Linked DNA regions of Mus musculus: region 2 is linked to region 1. The links are chromatin contacts, called in public HiChIP or PLAC-seq maps. All regions are on one chromosome and are shown on one strand. The core of a region is the stretch at or near the end of the contact, and the rest is flanking DNA. Distances in the headings are between cores, read along the strand shown.

Region 1 (4,439 bases), core at 659-3,158:
GATAGAGCCATGCCATGAGGGCAGAGAAGGAGGGACAGAAAAGGGGGGGGGGCACGAACAAACACAAGAACTGGGGTGATGCCACTCCTGGTGGAGGCAGGTCATGGTGGCAGGTGATGACGTACGGCTGTTGCCGGGTCCCTAGGAGGAGCCTAGCAGAATGGCCTGTAAGCTAACATTGCCTCTTCTCCATCCACAGGGCAGGGTTTGTAGTATACAGCAGGCACTCAATAAGTACTTGTTGTGCAGGTGGTTGGATCTGAGCAGTTACTTGCTTTCTTCTTGCCATGGAGATAGAAGCACTGCGTGGCCAGGGCAGTGAGCGGCTCATCTTTTGTGGGATCTGAAATCCTACCATGACGATGGCCCATCATGGAGACCTTTTTTTTTTTTTTTTTTTTTTGGAGACAGGGCCTTATTATATAGTCCCGGATGGCCTGCAGCTCCATCCATATGTAGAGCGGGCTGGCCCCAGACTCAAAGGGATCAACTCAACTCTGCCTCTCAAGTGTTGGGATTAAAGTTTCGTGCCTCAATACTTGGCCAGAGACATATTTTTTGGTGTTACTATAGGTAGCGTTTTGTTTTGCTTTTTAAATTTCAGTTTTTATTTATTTATTTATTGCTAGTATCATATGTGTGTGTGTGTGTGTGTGTGTGTGTGTGTGTGTGTATAATGTATTGTGATCCATTTCCTTGAGGTGTAGGACTGGCGATCTGAGGCTTGTTGTCAAGGGGCCTGTCCCAGTATGGCAGCTTGCTCCGATGAACCAGTATGGAGGGGCTACAAACAAGATACAGCCCTGTATGGCTGACCTCCCTGCCGGAGTGACACCCAGCCCATCACTTTGCATATTCTCTGGGTTCCAAGGATGCTTCAAGCCATCCAAGTGGGTGTGGTGGACAACCTCTGGCTGTGTCAGGGTCTCTGGGCCCTGTGTGTGTGGTGGCTGGAGTACACAGCCTTACGGGGAGCATGGCGGCTTCGGCTACTCTTCGGAGTTTGGCTGTATAGAAGAATGTGTTCTAGACTCTTGAAGGACTTCTTCTTTGCTGTAGCAAGCAAGGCGACCTTGAAATAGGTTGTCAGGTGACAGGGGTGGGGGAGAGGGACTATGGTGGATCTTGCTTAAGACATAAGTTGAAATGTCTGCATTCAGCTTTTAGGCATTCTTTAAAAGGCTAGACGTGTAGCTCAGCAGTGGGCGTGTGTTGAGCTCATTCCATCCATCTCCAGGAACACACACACACACACACACACACACACACAGCCTTAAAAATAGTAGACAGGACCTATGGCCTTCTTCTCAGATGTACAACAGACTGTCAGGAAGAAGGAAGCAGATTCAGCTATTTGGGTCTAAAGCATTTGAGGCAGTGGGTCAAGTTCAGATCCTGGGGTGATGTGACCTTATCACATTAGAATAATTAAAGCAAGCAGTCGACACAGCCACTAACCTACATAACTAGAATTCACTGCTTGTGGCCACAGTGCTCTCCCACGGGGCAGTTAGCCTCATTCCTTTAGAATTACTCCAGCGTTCTGGGTGCCTTTCCTTCCCTCCACCTGTCCTGTGGGCTGCTTGGATCTTTGATCGTGCAGATAAACATTCCGGTCTCCAAAGACTTTTCTGTAACTGGACATTTTCTTTCTGTTCCTGCCTCCCAAGGTGTCCACCCATTTATATGCATGTTACACAGGAGGAAACCTTGTGGCAGGGACAAATATGACTACTCGTTTTAAAGATGAGGGCCTGAATGAGTATCTCAGATTATTAACACTTTCCTTCTGGAGCGAGCCTCTGAGATTCTGGCCGCCAGTGAACTGTGACTTGGAATAGACCAGGAAGACTGACCACAAAATGTGGCATTTCCTGTATAGGGATTACTTGTGCATGACCTCGTCTGCCTAGATAATACCCATGGCAACCAGGGGCGTGGGTTCTGTGTGCCTGAGGGCTCTTTGAAAAGTCAGAGCCAGAACTGTGTCACGTTCTGACATTTGTTTAAGCAAAGCTACCTTCGCCAATCAGATTAAAACACTGTACAAGAAGGTGCCAAAACCGGAGCCTATATACGCCCAGCCATGGAAGTCACCCTTGGCCAGCCTAGACCCCTTGAGATGTAGTTCCCCCCAGCCCTCCAGCTTCTCCTTGGCCTCTAACCAGCAGCGTGGTTTCAATTGTCCGTTGCCGCGTGTGCCAGCAGCAGCTGCAGGTGTGTGCTATTTCTACCCAGTACCTGCTGGAAAGTAAACTTCACCATGCCCCTTATAGTATACGTATGCAAAAATGTGTGATTGGAAATGCCCTACCTCTCACCCCACCCCCAATGCTCTCCACCTCTCTAAATTATTCCTTTTCCCCACATCTAATCTTTAGAGTTCATGTTGGCTCTTCCAGCATGAGTTAGAATGAAGCCCCAGAGAAAAATACCTGAAATCCCACCTGGTCTATTTTTTTTAAGCTGTTGGCTATATTTTTATAAAACCAATAAAAATGGTTCAATATTAATAATTCCACATTGTTCAACTTGATTCTATAGGAAAAGACTATTTCACCCAGTCCATTGTCACAGTGGCTGATAACATTTGAAGTTGTGCAGGTCCTGGGCGTGCCCCGGGGCCTGGTGTAGGGTGCACAAACATTTCCGGGTCAGTTGTAGGTGAATTTGTTTCTTTTCGCCTTTAATTTTGGAAATTTCCAGACAGACCCTCACGGAGACAGCGGAAAACATAACAAATCCCACGGACCTAATTACCACCATTTCCTATGTAGACACGAGGTGGGCCGACCTTGCAGGGAGCCTCTTATCTTCTTTATGCCCCTGTGCTGTTTGTTGGTTTCATTAGAGAGATTTTTCTCCCTCTAATTCAAAGGCATTGTGTGCTCAATATAGGTGGGAAGACAGTAAAAGTTCAGGAAATAAAAGAGCCCTATAGTCCTCTAAGAGAGGCCATGGTCTCAGTCACCCTGCCCTGAAAATTTTTCTTTCTTTCTTTCTTCCTTTCTTTCTTTCTTCCTTTCTTTCTTTCTTTCTTTCTTTCTTTCTTTCTTTCTTTCTTTCCTTCTTTCTTTCGGTTTTTCAAGACAGGGTTTCCCTGTGTATCCCTGGCTGTCCTGGAACTCACTCTGTAGACCAGGCTGGCTTCGAACTCAGAAACCCACCTGCCTCTGCCTCCCAAGTGCTGGGACTAAAGGCGTGGGCCACCACTCCCTGGCTGAAAATTCTTTATATACTGTTTTTGATACTTTTGCAGATATATAATATTTCCATCATCATGTTTAATCTCTCGGCCACGTCTAGAGTTCCCTCTACATATGTTTTCCAAGCCTGCTGTCTGTATGACCTCTAAAACCTTCCTACCACAGCCCTGGGTGGTTCAAGCAACTGAAATGACCCACTTTTACCTCCACCCTCTGGTTTCCTATAGTTCAAAGCCAGCAGCAGGGGGTGAGTAGTGAGTGTGTATATATGTGTGTGTGTGTGTTACTTTGAATCACTCCCTTTGTGTTAGGAGTGACCAGTTAAGTTGTCATTAAATGCGAGTCAGTCATCGTGTACTTGTGGATGTTGGGTGGAATGACAAAGTGAGTTGTCAGGCGACAGGAGGCATGTTTGGACAATGTGTCCTGCGAGCCAGGAATGAGAAAAGCTGCACAGGATTACCCTGGCTGCTTGGCTGGGATTCTTAAGCTGGCGGAGGGCGAGACCCAGGTCAGTTAGGGTCCGGCCTGACTCTGTTACAGGGCAGTTAGGTGGCTGGGGGTATGACTATCATGCTTGAGGCTGTGGATTTGACCCTCAGCACACACACACAAAAACAAACAAACGATAATACCAAAACAAACAAACAAAACTCCAACCCGAAATTGAGTCATTTTAGCCCAGTTGGCAGAGAGCACCGCTTTTGATACTAGCTGACCTGAGTTCAGATCCTGTCCTTGCTTCTTTTGAGTTATGTGAGTTGAGCCATCCACCATCAAACTCCACCCCTCTCTCCTTGTAAGAGCTCAGAAAGTTGCAACTTTCCTGACTTCGGGGATGATTAAAGAGACAAGGCTGTGCCGGCCTGGCCTGGCTCTGATATCTGCCTCATCTTTTGCCTAACGGGCCCAGCTCATCGGTTGGTTTTATCCCCACACCCCGGTTCCCTTGTCTGCCCCTCGTTTTCCATAGCTTCTTTCCTTTGTCTACTTTCGAATCATTGGAGTTCGTAGGAACTACGTGTGTCGGTCACCAAGTGGAGGGCTGAGACATTGCTGGAGGTCTGGAAGGTAAGGTGTGGTCCCTGGCTCAGGTGGATGTTGGTGACCAGCCCAGGTTCGTTAAAGGTTCTGTTGACTGGACAAATGAATGAGCTGGGGATGTGTTAGCTGATTAGTTAACCGGAAGTGAAATTAGCTTTTGCACGGAAACCTCTGCCTTATCCTTGGTCG
Region 2 (4,439 bases), core at 1,448-3,947, 360 kb before region 1:
TTATTTTAAAAACGCTCCTTTCATTTTCTCTGTGCATCCTTCTATTTTTGTTATCTAAGTCCGTTTTCCCATTGGAGGACTAAGTAGAGTTTTTCCTTTCTCTTGGTTTCTTTTCTTTTGTCTCTTGTGTCCCATCACATTCCATAGGATTCTGACTTTATCTTAGTGTCCTCAGACTCTTCTGGCCTTCCCCCCCCCTTTCTACATCTATTCAATTTTGTTTTAGAACTTTTTTGTTATTGGGAACATGTTTCTCTCTCTCTCTCTCTCTCTCTCTCTCTCATAACCTCTTATGCATTTGTCTTCTTTTTATGCATTTGCTATTCTTTTCTACTCCTTAAGCCTCTTTTCTAAATTAAAAAAAAATGTATTTCTTTTATTTTACGTGTTTGGGTGTTTTGTCTGCAAGTGTATCTGTGCACCACAGGCATGCAGTACCCGAAGAAGCCAGAAGAGGGCGTCAGATCGCCTGAAATTGGAGTTAAAGATGTTGTGAGCCTCCAAGAGGATGCTTGGAACCAAACCCAGGTCCTCAGCAAGCACAGCCAGTGCTGTTAATTGCTGAGCCGTCTTTCCAGCACCTTTCTCTGTGGATTTAATCAACGTTGCCTCAGTTTCCTCCCCTTTCCGGTCTGCTCTTTTTCTCTTATTTATTTATTTACTATTTCTACAATTACCCTAAATAATTTTCTAATTTCATAGCACACTTTACAGTAGATTTTCCATTTTCAGTTTTATGGTCATTAGTGAATTATCATTAGCCTGACCTTAGCTTTAAGTGCATTCCTCTGTCTTGTGTGAATTGATATTGCTAATCCACCATTATCTTCCACTCACTGGGAGATCAAGCATTTAAAAGTGGATCGCTTAAAAAGATCCCTTCTCCTCCCCACTCCCCAGATCCACAAAGGTCACTGTACTGGCTAGTTTTGTGTCAACTTGGCACAGGCTGGAGTTATCACAGAGAAAGGAGCCTCCCTTGAGGAAATGCCTCCATGAGATCCAGCTGAAAGGCATTTTCTCTATCAGTGATCAAGGCAGGGAGGACCTATTGTGGGTGGTGCCATCCATGGGCTGGTAGTCTTGGGTTCTATAAGAAAGCAAGCTAAGCAAGCCAGTAAGTAACATCCCTCCATGGCCTCTGCATTAGCTCCTGCTTCCTGACCTGCTTGAGTTCCAGACCTGACTTCCTTTGGTGATGAACAGCAACATGGAAGTGTAAGCTGAATAAACCCTTTCCTCCCCAACTTGCTTCTTGGTCATGATGTTTGTGCAGGAATAGAAATCCTGGTAAGACAGTCACTAAAACCAACAGATGCATAAATTGCAACATAGGAATATAAAAATGAAAACATAAAGCAAGGTAGGATGATTCTCAAAGAGCCTAACTCCAACTAATAAGCTCAAAGGTACCGAAATATGTAGCTCATATACTGAAATAATATGGAAAATGTATACCAAAGTAGCAAACTCAAAGGCACATATATGCACGTGTATACACACATACACACTCACACACACATACACACTCACACACACACACACACTCACACACATACTGTCCCATCATGTGTTGCTTTATATATATCAACATGATCTATCTATCTATCTATCTATCTATCTATCTATCTATCTATCTATCTATCTAACTATCTATATCATCATGTTTATATACAGATGTAGATATCTCCCTTAAAACATTTGCATAAGTGACTGTTTTCACCAATACATGTTAGTCAAGTCCACAAGTGGCCCCTTCTGAGCTTTTCATCATGGTCTGGCTTCTTAAAACACGGTGACTCGGGGATATGTTCGTGTCATTCACAATTTTAATGTAAAAACATTTTACAGTACAGTAGCATATGGCATCTGCAGATAAAATTGTTTGGTTTGAAATTATGTAAACACACAAACAAACAAACAAAAATCAAGCAACCCCTAGATCCTGGAGTCGGTTTTGTGTGTGTGAGACGGTGAAATACAGGGATTGTGTGCAGATTTTTATGTAAAGATGAATCTTTGGAAAAGACAATTAAGTTTTCTTTTAACCCTTAGAAGAAATAATACAAGACTGTATTTTCACTTGACAGAGCAAACTTATAACCAAGAGAGGGAGAGAGAGGGGTGTTGAGTTTTGTTCTGTTGCTAGGTATTGAAATGCTAAAGACTGGCCCCCAAGGTCTGGTTGCCCCAGGGAGGAGGAATTCCTCAGGTCCACCAAGCGATGCTATGGGACCTTGCTCCTTAACTTAAACTATTGGTTAAATAAAGACGTCTACAGCCTAGAGCTGAGCAGAAGAGTTTTGGTTCTGGGGCTTGGGGTTGGAGGTTAAAACCGTGAGAGGGAAGAGAGAGGAGGTGGAGAGAGGAGAAGATGCCATGGGGTAGGTGAATCATGAGAGTGTGGCCATGAAGGCTGGCCAATTGGAGTAAGAGCAGCCCAGGCGGGACGTGGTGAGTCATATCTCAGGGTTATTGGTAAGGAAGTAAACATGATAGCATAGAGGGTTGATATCTGCCCAGCTCCAGTGCTGCCTAAAGCTTCTTATAAATATAAAGGGTTTGTGTCTTTTATCTGAAAAACGGAATGATCGAAGACAGAGTAAAACCTTCAATTGAGATGTAATATTTTCAACAGTGGGGTGGGGTGGGGGTGGGGGAGAGGTGCAGAGGAGAATGCAAAGGCAGCAAAACAGAGTGGTGGAAGGCAATTGCTGCAGCCATAAGGTGCCAGGGATGTGTGCGGCCTAGTACGGCTCCAGGCTTGTGTGCAGCCTTTCGCTTGCCTCACCGGAGTGGCAGCTAGCATTAGTGACATCTCAGTTTTCTGTGTTCCCTCTTGGTGTGCACAGAATACCCATGCATGCACAAGACATGCATGTAGTGTGTGTGCGCGTGTGGGTGCACGCACACAACATGGAGTATAGTTCCACTTCTTTTTGTAAAGGTTAATTTTGCATTTGATTGTGTTTGTGTGTCCTGTGTAGGTGCAAGTGGAAGCCAGGAGAGGGGGTTGGGGCCTCTGCAGCTGGAGTTGCAGGTATTGTGAGCCCTCTGCTGTGAGTGCTGGGAACTGAACACGGGTCCTTGGGAAGAGCAGCAGGTGTTCCTAACCTTTGAACCCCGCCCACCCCATTCCCTGTATATCCACTTCTTACGGACAGCCACAGAACTGTGTTTCTCAGTCTTTGCTGATAAGCACAAGGCATATGAGAGAGACGGACAGATGACAGACGACTGATAGCCAGAATGGCATTGTTACAGCACCCATGATCCTTTGCAGGAGTCATAACCCTTTGAAAGCATGGGCCACCCTAAAGCCAAAACAAAGCCACCAAGTCCCATCTCCCTGCCTCACTGGATCCTTGGTGATCTTACCGGTTTTATGGCCAGCAAACCGCCATAGCAATTGGAGAGCCCGGAATTTCGGCCGTCCTCTACTGCCGTGAAGAATAAATGTGATCGGATAATTCATAGAAATAGAATTTAATTTCTCACAATTTTGAACTTGGTGGGTGTCTGCCAAAGATCTGGTCTCTCTCTAGGATTGGGGCTTGGCTTTTAGTCATTCTCAGGAGGTTGCCTCTTAATACTGTTGCCTCAAGGGCTGAGTTTCAGCAGGACTCACACAGTAGGCCCTCCATCTCCACACTTCTGCCATATGAGGCTCTGTCTTCTCTATCTGGAATGTGCAGCATTAGAGCTGCCATCTTGGAACCAGAACTCTGAAACATCAGATACCAGGACCTCTTCCAGCAGGGGAGGGAGCAGAGCGCCGAGCAGGGAGGCCAGAGGAACTAGTTGCCCCTACACCAATCCTGTCCGGGGAGATGGTTGCCTCTAGATGCCCTGCCACCTCCTGCTGACATTCACACCAGCCTTTTAGTACCAACCAGGCTGTCATCCCTGTAGAATCGGATAGGGGTGAACTCTACACAGACGCTATATGTTTGATATATGATGACCATTCTAAGATGAACAGGCTGTCATGGTGTGGCAAAGGGGACACTGGAGATGAACAGAGGCGAGGCATATTCTAGAGCCCTTTCAACACAGTGCACAGTGCACCCCTAGTTCAAAGAGGCAAAATTGTACCACTTTTAGAAAAGAAATCGGTACTATGACTGCTCTCTGGGGGTCAGGCTGTTGAAAAAACTTTTTTTTTTTTTTTGGTTTTTTGAGAGAGGGTTTCTTTGTGCAGTCCTGGCTGTCCTGCAGCAGCTCACTCTGTAGACCATGCTGGCCTCAAACTCAGAAATCTGCCTGCCTCTGCCTCCCAAGTGCTGGGATTAAAAAGCGTGCACCACCACTGCCCATTGAAAAACATTTTAAAAACAGGTTTATTTGTAGACGTGACCAAGGCCCCACAAAATTTTTAGACATAGCATTCGTTTTTCACTGGCCCTATGTAAAACCTAGAATCCTGAAGAAATATAGCA

What was found. HiChIP or PLAC-seq counts read pairs in DNA pulled down with a chosen protein or histone mark.
Region 2: a contact with region 1 is called in a FOXA1 HiChIP or PLAC-seq map of pancreatic cancer cells. The contact joins two enhancer-like sites. A contact is called at or near these places in 1 of 484 Hi-C or Micro-C datasets (nephron progenitors) and 1 of 115 datasets of contacts at active chromatin or transcription factors (pancreatic cancer cells).

Annotation. Positions count from the first base shown.
Region 1 is chr5:148,358,915-148,363,353 of GRCm38.p6, reverse strand. The region is part of intron 2 of Slc7a1 (solute carrier family 7 (cationic amino acid transporter, y+ system), member 1); the gene reads left to right. Among named protein-coding and RNA genes, the nearest start is that of Slc7a1, 39 kb to the left of the region's middle. Within about 2 kb of position 1,908, at least 108 of the 459 cell types and tissues checked have an H3K27ac peak or open chromatin away from gene starts, as enhancers often do. A contact at or near this core is called in pancreatic cancer cells, where this site is marked.
Region 2 is chr5:148,722,664-148,727,102 of GRCm38.p6, reverse strand. No RefSeq gene overlaps it. Among named protein-coding and RNA genes, the nearest start is that of 2210417A02Rik, 17 kb to the left of the region's middle. Within about 2 kb of position 2,697, at least 21 of the 459 cell types and tissues checked have an H3K27ac peak or open chromatin away from gene starts, as enhancers often do. A contact at or near this core is called in pancreatic cancer cells, where this site is marked.